Regions from separate parts of the Zea mays genome. Here region 1 is linked to region 2. A link is a contact called in public Hi-C data. All regions are on one chromosome and are shown on one strand. The core of a region is the stretch at or near the end of the contact, and the rest is flanking DNA. Distances in the headings are between cores, read along the strand shown.

The links. A called contact is a pair of places that touch in the nucleus more often than the background predicts.
Region 1: a contact with region 2 is called in a Hi-C map of leaf, with 4 times the contacts expected there. The contact joins the promoter of LOC100272804 here to the enhancer-like site in region 2. A contact is called at or near these places in 5 of 25 Hi-C or Micro-C datasets (bundle sheath, ear, leaf and 2 more).

Annotation. Positions count from the first base shown.
Region 1 is chr10:6,199,449-6,205,450 of Zm-B73-REFERENCE-NAM-5.0, reverse strand. LOC100272804 reads right to left here and starts at 4,388. Exons shown (of 6, transcript NM_001147257.1): 1 at 4,216-4,388; 2 at 4,004-4,102. The coding sequence starts at 4,247. LOC103640777 (protein FAR1-RELATED SEQUENCE 5-like) reads right to left here. Exons shown (of 5, transcript XM_008664261.4): 3 at 5,662-6,002; 4 at 5,522-5,583; 5 at 5,109-5,446. The coding sequence ends at 5,231.
Region 2 is chr10:6,115,221-6,121,923 of Zm-B73-REFERENCE-NAM-5.0, reverse strand. No RefSeq gene overlaps it. Among protein-coding and RNA genes, the nearest start is that of LOC103640777, 79 kb to the left of the region's middle. Within about 2 kb of position 3,498, at least 18 of the 20 cell types and tissues checked have an H3K27ac peak or open chromatin away from gene starts, as enhancers often do. A contact at or near this core is called in bundle sheath, ear, leaf and 2 more, where this site is marked.

The sequences.
Region 1 (6,002 bases), core at 3,139-5,638, 83 kb before region 2:
CAATCACTCTATTATTCTGTAATAAAGGATTCCAGGAAAAAAAGTTCCAACATAACCGTGACTGCTCACATGAATTCCAGAGGTCAAAGCTCTGCTGGGTCATTTAGTTAAAAAAAATCTCAGACAGGTAGGAGAGTTGCATATCTTAAAAAGGGAGAAAGAGAGGAAGAAGAGCCCCGCACAAGAACAACTCATGTACAACACAAAAGGATGGGATGAACAAGAGTTTGAGGATTACAAGAACAAAATCACCTAGTAACAATTATATAAATTCAAGCAAATAAAGCGATTCATGTTCCACTGGATCTTTCTTTAGTGGAAAAATGTTCTTATGTTCAATTTAATCTTTTTGACCATTAAGAACACACATCATGACCATTGACTATGAATACTAAATATGAATACCTCGTTCCACAAAAGACTGCCATGAACAAAGTCCCCTCTGCAAGTACATGGTCATGTTTTTTCACATTTAACTGGAATTTAACATCCTATTCCAAATGCAACGTTAAAGCATGCGGATGGTGGTTTATTCCAAAATCCAAATGCTATGTTAAAGCATGTGGATGATGGTTTAACCACCCCAACAGGTATACATTTGACAGAAATAACCAGCTTTGTAATAAACTATTTCCCTTAGTTGTTTCAAAAGAGTTCCAAACATCAAAAAGCAACTGCACACATTTGCAACTAGATGATAAACATTTTTTTTAGCCCAATCAACCTTTCACTGTATCAGAAATCCAAGTCATTCCAACTAATAGGGACAACATAATCCTTTTCCAACTCAAAGTAGATAATGCTGCTGATACCTACTGACTGGCATTGTACCAAAATCATCAATGACAAATATAGAAATGGGAAATACTTATAGGGCCAAGCACAATCATTGCATGCACAACAAACATGTGCACAAAGCAGCTCAGCTCCCACCTGTGGCTACAGTCACAAATACCAGCACACACATGAACTTTCATGATGAGCAATCATCTTGGCACGATGGTAGCTAGCATGCCCACCTGTTTACGTGGTTGAGGTTTTGTTTCAATGTTATATCTATGTTATGGAAGCTTCTTGTAAGCTTGCTCCACCATTCATCAAAAGAAACTTCTGAGGGATGGGGAAAAAGTCAGTAAGGCATATCTGGTTGCTATGCAGCTATGGGGCTTGTAATCTGCTAGTATAAGCCAGAAATGCCATATCTTTAAAAAAACACTCGGCCGCGCGCGGGGGGGGGGGGGGGGGGGGTCCGTATATTATATTAAGAAGAGACCGAAATATGGTCTCGGTCGAGAAAATGCCCAAACACTGCCCCCTCATCACTAGCGGGCCGTCACCTCCCACTCTGCAATGGCCCAACCGGAGGGTGGCAACCAGGACGTAACCCAGGGAGTTGATGGGGCACAACAAGAGAATTTTTTTAACCAAGCCCGAAATTCGCTCCCGAGGATTGAACCCGGGACTTGGAGGTGCTACTCGGAAGCCTTAACCATTACGCTAGAGACCCTTTCGTGAAATGCCATATCTTAAAGAGGAAAAAACTTCGTGTGTAGGGAAACCAACTCTGCAGTCCATATGAAGCTTCATATGATGGCTTCATGGTATAGTCAACGGTGGATTAGGTAAACCAACATCTGCGTCATTTCTTAGGGTGACTTTGAATTGGTCTCTCATTCTGATTGGTCAACGGACTAGATTAAAAAAATATGGTAGTCTAAAAACCTTCCATATTTTAGTTGGTCATGACCAAGCGTAGTCATGCTCATGTCTGATTACAGAGATAAAATAACATGTCAGGACACATTCATCTTGCAAAAAAAGACAACCTTCATACGTAAGAGATAGTGAGAAGTAACTAAACGAACAATCAAATTGGCATTATTAATAAGGTAAAGTATTTTATGAGCATGTAGTCTATTTCGTCGGAAAATATGTTGGCCATTCAATAGTCAAGTAAGGTGTGTACCTTGACAATAAAATAACACAGGTTCTAGTCTTGTAACGCATATATGTAGCTAATTCAATGGTTCTTTTCTGAATCACACATCCCATGTACCAAAAGTACAATATTTGAGATGCTGGATATAAAATGCACAATTGAACAATAATTAATTTGCTGAATGAATTTGAGTAGGTTACAATGGCATGCAATAATTTCCATAGTTTTTTTTCCTTTGAGGCTTTAACAAACAAGATAGAGAAAAGGAAAGAAGTGATTCAATTTTTATGTGATGCATTGCTATGAGTCAAAACTATGAAAAGGCAAATATGCTGATTGAATCCTCAAATTTAAATGAGGGTGTATAGGAAATGTAACTATCTGCATTCCTAGGGTAAGTGGCATTCAAATTACTTCTTATTGCCATGTCTTGTGATGTGTACAAACATACACCAAGTAATGGCTACCAATTCTATTTGATTTAAACAGTAAATGGAATCCGAGTTTTCATAGTAGGAAATTAAAAGGGCAAGATAGAGGTCATTTACATAACATAAATTAAGCATGCATCTGCATAATACAAGAAGCTGGGCAAATTTATAACCTTGCAAATAAAATTATGTGCAATTCTAGAAGATTGGCTGGAATCCCTTACGAGGCATGTGAGACAGAAGGAACCCTAAACCACAAGAGGCAAGCCAATTCTGGCAGTAAGAAATTTTGTCAAAACTTGAAATAGTCAATAGGCAAGACCACCACCATAATAATTAGTAACTACCAAATCAGATAGGGTGTAAAACCATGGTAAGTTATAACTAGTGGCAATAACGTTTAGATATTTTCCTGTGCTTGCCTCAGTCATTGATTGCACGCAAACCCTGATCCAATCCATAGTGTTGGTTATAACCGACAAAACCGCACAAAAGCAGATTCTCACAACTTGCAGTTTTCGTGGCAATTTTCAGGTGGCAGAAGGTACGAACCTGAAACTAGAACAGAGCTTGCCCGATTTTACCAATCCTAAAATAAATTAGAGCCGGCACTCATCATTGACAATAAGGGCAAAAGGCTGAGGAATGGGTAAGGACCCTCTGATTAACACTGCTTATTGGTGGAATGCAGGATTGAGGTGTCATGATCCAGTCGTCCACCTAACATCCAACTATTAACGCACCACGACCAAGCTTGCAACTGAAGAACTAAAGGGAGGCAGAAATAAAGCGGGCACAATCATTTCGCATGATCTTTTTGCCTGTAGAGAAACCTTTTCTTTTTTCGAAAAAAAACAGTTCCAGGTCATGTTATGTTATGTTATGTTAGGGATGGAAAAGGTTAAGGTGGGTGAGCTAAAGTCTGCATCAAGTAGTACAGTATTAAGCAAGCCCTGAATCTCACGCTACGTCCGAAAAAATAGTAAATAAAGGGGGAAAAAAAGCACGGCACGCCGCACGCATCACACAGTTGGTAATGGTAACACACCGGCCGCGCAGGCTGGTGAGCAGACGATACGGGAGCAACAAGAGCAAATCGGGTAGGCACGCGGGATGGTTCAAACAGAATCCTGGCGGCGATTACTCGCCCTCAGAGTCATGAATTGACTGAACCGTGGAGTTGGAGTTGGAGGAAGACGAGTCAGCGAGAACAGAACGGAAAGTTCAGAAGAAGCAACGCAAGATTCAGAGATTCAGCTATCATCTATTCGTCTATTTCATACCCTTTCACCGGTTACAGCTTCGCCTTTTGTACACCGGCGACGCCCTGACCCCACCGAACAGGCTAACGCTCCTGGTCCTGGCTAATCTCCAGGTGGGCGCAGCTGCTTCCCAACCGACAACACCCGAATCCGTTTAGCCACGAAGGAGCCGTTTGGAAGGCCGAAACGGTTCCGAATGTGAATTCACAGTGGTTCAAATTCCGTTAGGCAAATGATCTAGTGACTCCGATTCGCTATCCGGAACATTTCCGCAAGAATTTGGATCCCTACCAAACGAGGCCTATCCGAATGTGAATTTGGATCCCCGTCAAGGATAGTGAGCGATGCGAGGGAGGGGACACGGGGCTCACCAGTACTGGCACCAGAAGCGCAGCATGCGGGCGTCGTTGGGGCGCGCCTCGACCGTCTTGAAGCACTCGAACGCCGGCATGGCGTAGCCGAACAGGAGCCTGCACGCAGGCGACCGACGCGCGTCGGTTCCGGAATCAGCACGCCGCACGCGTCGCCAAAGTACGTACGTATGGCGAGAACCAAAACACCGCCGGCAGGGGGGGGAGCTTACAGGAGGATCCTGGAGAGGAGGTCGCCCAACATGTCGCCCGGCCCGGTCGGAGGTCCCCCGCCCTCGGTTCCTCCGAACCCAGAGCCCTGCGGGTTGCGGGGCGGGAATGGGGAAGTCGTCGGTCGATCAGTCGCGTGGGTGGCGGAATGCGGGCTGAGGCGTGCTGGGGTGAGTTGAGGAGGGAGGAGGCGGAGGAGGAGGAGGAGAAGCGGTTGCGTTGGCTTTTTAGCGAGGAGGGAAGGGAAGGAGAAGACGGCTGCGGTGCGACTGCGACCGAACTGGCGGCGAGATTTCAATCGAGGGGGGCGCTGGCGCAGGCAGTTGCAGTTGCCCAGTGGGGTTGGAGACCGTTTCAGCGGCGTGCCGCCCAGCCGCCCCAGCCCAGGTGGAAGAAAATTGCGTGCGCGCCTCGCGCACCAGGGACGGCGTGCGCACCCCCGCACATCGACGTCCGTTCGCGATCGGACCACCGGCCTCCCACGCTTGAGTTTCTGGCGCATCGACGCGCTTCCGCTCGGCTTGACCTCGGCTCCCAACCGTTCCGCTGCAGCGCGCGGCTCCGTTTCTGGCTCAGCAGCCGTCGCTGCTCCGTTTCTGGCTCAGCAGCTCGGCTTTTGCAGTTTCCCGAGCGATTCAGTTTCGTCAGAACACTCCGAAACAGTGACAAAGTTCCAACTTTGGGCTTCGATTAGAATTAGTAACCATCTTTTACTATTCCAACCAATTGAACCATGTTAAACCTTGACTTCCAGACCTTATTTATCATCAACAAAACCTGCTGCCCTACAAAGAAAATTGCTCACAAAATAATTGCAAACTTCCCTGAGCATCACTGTGGTCAGGCAGCCTAGACTTAGAATTTTCCTAAGTCTGGCGTCCAGGCTGTCCAGTGCTGACGAAATCACAGCCAAGATAAATTAATGTTGGGAAACCAAATATCCAAAATGATTACTTTCATGACAGCAAAATAAATTCATGTTTACAAAACATTATGGTTCATTTCATGAGAACATGTCTACATAGATTCATCAAAATGTAACTTCCTAACAGCAGCTTGCGTTGTATCATCTTGATCAACTCCCATTAAGAGACTTGTGTACCCTCCTGGTATGTATGGAGGAGCCATTGCAGAAGGATTTGCAAATAAATTGAACTGGGGCATTGTGACATTAGCATATCCACCTTGGACGAAAGGAGCATTCATGGTTGAAGATGCACCAACATTAAAATCCTGTATATAGTACAAGAAAGTGTTCAAAATTCATGGTTGTAATGGAATAAATCGTGAAAATAGCTAATGTCTTACAATTAGGTTTGCATCAGCATGTTCGTCTCTTGTTTCGATATCAACATGTTCCAAACCGTCACCTACAAATGCAATATATATGATAATACAATATTAGAAAAAAAATACACATGAGCAAAAGATATTGAACAGGTCCCTACCTTTCTTCCGGGCACCCTTCTTCTTCTTCCCTGGGTTCTTTTCAAGAACATTTTTAAAACGTGTTTGCTTTGGACCTTTTATGACTGGAGGGATTTTGAATGATATTACACCATTTAGTGGTTGTCGGACACATTCATTTGGAGTAGGGGGAATCTCATTGGATTTTTCATGCATCTCACTTAGATAAGTATCTGCTTCCAAGTTCAAGTCATACATGGCTTTCTGCAACTTATCAAGAAGTTCTTTTGATGACGAACACTTCAATGCAAGAGTTGTGGCCTGTCGAGATATAAGTGCTGCCTGTGTTTTCAAATCTCCCTCCTCGGTTCCTTGTTTTTTT
Region 2 (6,703 bases), core at 2,249-4,748:
GATAGTCCTTTGACAAGTTGGTATATAATATGAGGAGAAATATTTTCCCTGCTGGCAACACCATAAATAATTGACTATTGTTATAAGTTCTCTCTCAAAATTATTATACCTAAAAATGTTGCATTAATCGATACCCAATTTCAGAGCGGTATGAGTAATTGGGTAAACCATGGGCAGTGATAAAAACGAGCTGGACTATACATCTCTGCATATAAAAATCTTTGCTTGGTAGCATTGGCCTAATGTCGTGCACTTTACTACCAATATAAACACACATTTTCCTATGTGCCTCAAAGCACAATGCAACCAGTGAATGTCTTTGTGAGCGTTAGACCCTGATGGTCATTTTACTTGTTGATCTGAAGTCAACTAATGGCTCCAAACGACGAATGGTATTCATGAGCCCCCTGAAGAAGCCTTATGGATAAAATAGTGTTGTGCATGTTAGTCTAAATCTTAATGATTGACTGTGCATTTGGTAATAATAACAATAAGTTTGCAGAATTGTAACCACGAAGCAACTTGTTGTTGCGTGTCTCGCTGGATGTTGAGACTAACCCTTCATGTTGAAGGAAAAATATGTAGTATTCATGCAACTACATTAATCTAAGTCCAAAGCTCACTGCATAAAACCCTGATCTGTAATGTGCGTAAGATTTCCCAAATAAATCACCACAATAGCATACATTGGCCACAACTGGATGATTGTGGTTGGGGATTTTATCTGTATGCTTTTAGAGCATCTCGACATTAGGGGGAGGAATGCCCATATAATGTAATGCCTCAATATTCTATTAAACGCACAAAAGTTAAACTGCACCTGTCGTTGGGTGTGTACTCCTGTGTATATGGAGTTTGCCAGAAATCGTTGAGGAGTAACCATATTGGTCTAAATGCTTCTACCTGATGTAGATGTGGATATACCCGGGATTAATATCATATCCACATTTGACTTATTGGTATTTGATCTATTCTCGGGGACGCCTGCGAATATGATCCATCGGCCTTAGTCAAAGCATATGTTCTGATTGCAGATTCACGTGGTCTGTGATAACTCTCCTCCGATTAATTCACCCTGATGGTGATTTGCCTCATGAAGAGATTCGTCTTGATGATGAAATTCCTAGCAATGTGCGCAATATCATTGTGCTGCAAATACGGAACAATGAATCTCTCGTTTTAGGAAATGACGAAGATCATTATTAAATGTGGGAGACAAATGTGTCAATATCTATCTTGCCTCTATAGATTGCAAAGGGACCCAAAACAAAGTCCTAGGCATGAGTGCTTGAAGCTCTCTTATCGGGTCATTGATAAATGCAATCGAGGCTGAACCAAGAATCGCAAAATGAAAGTCGCGAGCTTGAAGTTCAGACATTTATGGGCACTATTGAAATAATGTGTGGTGAATGTGTTGGTTCAAGTGGTCTAGTGAGAGACCCATCCCACATATGTGTTGAATAAACACAGTTCCGCTATGTAATATATCTGGCAAATGGCATGAATTATAATATGCAGTTAATAGGATTCTGAAGATCCGTCATGAGATCCCAGGAGGACTCATATCTTTGAATTATAAATATGCAACATATAAATCTCGTACCGAATAATACATTCCTGACGAATGAGCACTCTCATATATAGAGAGAATATCTCCTAGTTGAGATTATAGTTCCTTGATGGAACCTTTCCAGAAGAAATAAAGTCTGTGTTAAACACCAAAGTTTGATAATCCCTATAAAGGGATAAAGACCCATGCAGACCCGAAAAGGAATAAGATGAGGTACCAAAGGACTTGAAGTTTACCGAATAAGCACATGTGCATTCCACGATCTTTACTCATGGTATTTTCCACTAGATGTGGAATTACGGTATCCTCTAAAGCCACGATGGCAGAAACCTATAAGGTTTATGTGTTACTGGCAAAATATTCCCATTGTGCCAGAATGACAGACTATAACGATATATCTGATCGATGAAAAATCCCTGATGGATTACGATCTTTGATGGACTTTTGTTACACCATCATAGATGTTGCAAAGGATGAACGCCTGGAGCGATGTGTCATATTTAGAATATGTACTATTGCAACTATATTATCCCCTAAGTCCTATTGAAGGACATGTTATTTGCTTTGCACAACGATGTATAAATTGTGGTGTAAGATAGAAAATGATAGCACCCCAACCTCATCGATTCTCGTTATTCCAGATGAACAATGAGACATATATCTTGAAGAATATGCTTGAGTTACGAGGGATAACGACTTTGACAGATGTCATTGTCAGGGGGAGCGAATGTTTATATTGATCACAATCGTGAGACAATAAATGTCATATTCTATGCCCTGAAGGCGTGAGCTTGATGATCAATATGTGAACCTTTATGGAACTTTCTATCAAATATATAGATCTAGTCGATCGAACACCATCAGTCAAAGTGGCTTATTTATATTGATACGTGCACTTACCTCGTATATCCTAGAAGTGAGTAGAGGTAAAGTTCCTGAAATAGTCCTTACAAGGATATGCAATCCGTTTGCTAAATATTTATGTGCATATACTTCGAGAAGAAGATGTTTTGCCTTATTGATATAGTTTTGCAAGGATCAGGGGAGCACATTTCTAAAGTTAGCCCTTGTAGAAGATTCGATAGAATCTAGATCCGAAAGGATCGAAATCTGTCCCGATGACAGTTGTTGTACTCTTTTTCCCTTAGTGAGTTTTCTTGAAGTTTCTCACATGGGGTTTTTAATGAGGCAACAAAGTGCAAATGCAATTTGTATTACCATGCACTCTTTCTCCACGTTTTTACCACTGGGTTTTTCGGAGTTTTAACGAGGCATGTGTTGGTCGCGGTATTCGCCAAAGGGGGAGTGTTAAGTAACTCTAGTTAGGGTTATGTGGACAAATATCGGCTTTGCCCCTGAGGGGTCTCACATCACTATATAAGGAACATGTACACCTCCTCATAATACAGAGAAGAGAAAGAGGCCAGAGACCCAACCCTACATCATGTATCTCGTGTGCTCTCTATCGTGATTCTGGGTAGGGAGACGGGTCTTCCACATCTTCTCGCGCCTCTACTGCTGACGGGAGGAAAGGGAGCGAATCTAGTGATACGTGGTAACGTAGTTCTCAACAGGGTTTAGGCCTTCACATTAGGCGCTTATCAGCTCACCAGCTCTCTTTCTCTACCAACCATCAATCAGCTGGGTCTGTCTACCAGCTGCAGAAAAGCGCGTCCTCTCGTAGTCTCGTGTGTCCGTTGCCGATTTGACGTGCACTGCACATGCCTCCCTATTCGATTCGACAATTCTATTGTCCAGCAGTCCAGCTAGGCAGGCTCCAATTCGAAAGCACCCACGGCCATCTTCCCGCATCCCACCCACCCGACCCGACTACCCGAGAGACTCGGGAAGCGCAAGTGCGCAACGCATCACGAAGCGTAGGGCCCACACGTCACGCTTGGAGCCCAGATCCCCAGACAGCTTTGTCAACTGCCAACTCGTTCCATGGGGCCGGGCCGGTTTAAGTCAGTTACGGTTACGGCCTTCTCTCGGCTCCTTATCCCAGCCCTATTTTTCTTTCCCACACACACAGCCAGCACGCACAACTCTACGTGGGCTCCTAGCCCATTTATCTAGATCTGGGCCCGTTTCGTCTACTCTTAAACGTTTGACATCGTCGGAGTGTCGACAGCATTGGCCAAACATGCAGAGATGCAGTAGGGCTTAGAGAGTGAGAGAGATAGAGAGGGCAACAGTCGTTGAGCCGGTACACAGCACAGTACTGTACAGACGTGCTGTACGGTGTATGCAAAAGTATTGCATACGGCATGAACTAGGAAAACAAGATCTCAGCAGAGAGCTAGAGTAGCCCTGCACAGCGGCCAGCGCACATGCATTGACGCCATCTACCGCTGCAGGCGCCAACGCAACTCGCAGGGAGGATGGTTGATTGATTTTCATCTGAGAGAGTCCGATCCAACAATCCGAGCTTGCACCGAATCCAATCCAAATCCGTGTAGCGTAGCTTAGCTACGCCGTACCGCCGGCAGTAAACCCGTGAGGTCACATCGGCTAGGTTCGCCATGAATCCCGGCGTTTAAGAGCTCCCCCCCGGCCCGCTGCTCCTGTGTGCTGTGCCGGTCGGCAGCTGGCATTCAACAGCTCAGCTCCGGCGTGAAGCACAGTAACTCCTCCGTGCTCTCCCTCTCATCACTTTCATGGCGCGCGCTCATCTTGGGAGATGGCGCAGTGACGACGTGACCACACGGAAGTAATTGACCCCCTCTCCTCGTATGATCGTATCACACGCACGCACTCTTCAGTACGATCTCCATCGCTCCTCGCTGGTTCCGAGCGCGCTAGAGGCCACGCCCCGTGCATGTGCATGTGCATCGTCCACGTCGTCCAGGTGCGGAGCGAGGAGTCTTATCGCCTGCTCTCAGGCTCTGATGACCTCTGGAGAGCCGGGGGTGGAAATGCAGGAAAGCCATGCAGCTTCAGAAGCAGGGGGGCGAACAACAGACAAGGGTTGAATTCGTGCCTGCCTACTCGTACACTACTAGCACACAGCTGCCTATAGCTGGACGTGGACGCATCAAACTCCGATCTGTGGCAGAGACGCGGTAGTTGAGAGAGGTGAAATGCACTTGCTCTTCACCGTGTACACTCGCCATCGCCAGCAGCAGGGTAAATGCTGGTGGTGGTAGCAGCAGCAGCAGGGGGTACTGCTCGTCACAGTGCAGCAAATGCCTGTCAGTGGTGCCCAAGCAGCCAAGCTCATAAACAGGGCGTCAGGGCGGGCGGCCCAGGCCGAATCCGTGGACAATTTTTTTTTCTTCTTTCACTGCAGCCCAAACTCGATCGAGGACTCCTTTCCGGCCGGCTTTCCCTCATCATGCCCTCCCCCTTTCCCGTGCCGTGCGTGCGCGTGCAGGCGAGGTGGTGCAGTGCAGCGACCGACGCAGGACAGGAGCATCCAGCCATGGCTGCTCGCCTGCTCTTGGCTTGTAGGCTCACCTAGTCACCTGAGGCACGGCAAGGGGAAACGCCATGATTTCCGCTTTGCCAGCAGGCCACTCGGCCGGCCGGCCGGGCACGCATCGGCTAGCAGGGTACTACTAGCCGATGCTGTGCATTATATCTCTCTGCTTGAACTGTGCCGCGGCGCTGCCAGAGAGAGTCAAGAGCCTTGCCCCTGTGCACGGCGGGGGCAGCTGCGCAGACGAGGATTCAATTCGCATCCGTCGGTTCACCCATAGTAGCCGTAGATAGTACGATACCCCCCAGTCCCCCACACAGCTCTCAAGAGGACCGAGAGCCTATCGGCTAGCGTGTGTGGATGTTCACTGCTGCTGCTCGATCAGCTCAGTACGTAATCGGTGAGCACCTGCACTGGTAGCGAATTCCAACCTGAACTCGCTCGTCGCAAGCAGCTCAACGCTCATCGCGGCGTAGCACACAGGGCGGGCGAACAAAACCTCTGCAGCCTGCTGCGCAGAGGCATACAACACGTGCCCCGGTAATGAGCACACTGCACCGCTAGCTGATCCGGCATGCCCAACGGCTAGTAAAAAGGCTATCTTGCTCGCCTAGCGACTGTATTCCGGGCCGGCGGCGACACGCATGCGCCGTCGACATCCGGAGGAGATCCAGACAGACCCCCCACATCGGTGATTGGCGTGGGTGGGTGGTGCTGCTCCTGCTGCACGCAGCGAAAAGTTTCCCTCGTCGGTCGATCGGTCGACAGCGCAACAGCGTGATCAGGCGAGCAGGGCATCGACGTGCTCCCCGCCGGCAGGACATCCAGGAACGCGGCGCGCGCGACCTTGGTTCCCCCCCTCGTCTCCCGTCTGCATGCGGATGGACTTGCTTATTCGCTGCTCTGCTAGCGTATGATCGCGTATGGAGAAAAACGGGTCCATGTCCATGCACTGGAAGACGAATACGATCGCTGCGTGTGCATGTGCTCCATCAATCGATCGCCTTGCCAGTTGCCATTGGACTGACTTGCTTGCTTGCTTGCTTTGCAGTCATGCAGTGCAGGCGCCTCCTCCCGTCCTCGCATGCAGAGTCACAGCATGGGGATGGGACCCGTCCGGCCATATAATACTGCAGTGAATAGTACCGTGCTCCCGTCCGTTAAAAAATCTATCGTGAAACTGGTCCGTCTAATTGATTAGATCAAATATAATAAGGTCATGTACAGCCTTAAAACCCATATCAGTTTTTTTAAGGACAAGAGACAGTTTAGAGACGAGTCTACAAAGAGCTCATCTCTTGTATATTTTCAATTAACCTCTTGAAGATTCCATATTAAATGAGTTTATACTTGCTATAAGATGGTGTAGGTGTGTTGTAAGATGAGTTTATACTTGCTATTAAATAAGTTATTATATGTGAAAGCTTATAGTTGGCTATTATGTGACATGTCAACACTATAAACCCACTGTAGACTATATTATTAAACTTGGTCTCATTTGCAAGTGGCGGGTGTCTCTGCCTAAACATTACCAGCTTAAAATACCCGAAGAAGATTGGGTGTCTGCGTGTGGCTTCAAAAGGTTTTTATTTTTTAAGAACGCGGTAGCTACGCTAGGCACGCTACATCATGGTTCATGAGTGTAGTAAAAAGGGAGACAAACAGCAGACTTTCTTTGGGCCATCAAAGCTAAGAGATCGAGTTTGTTGTTGGAA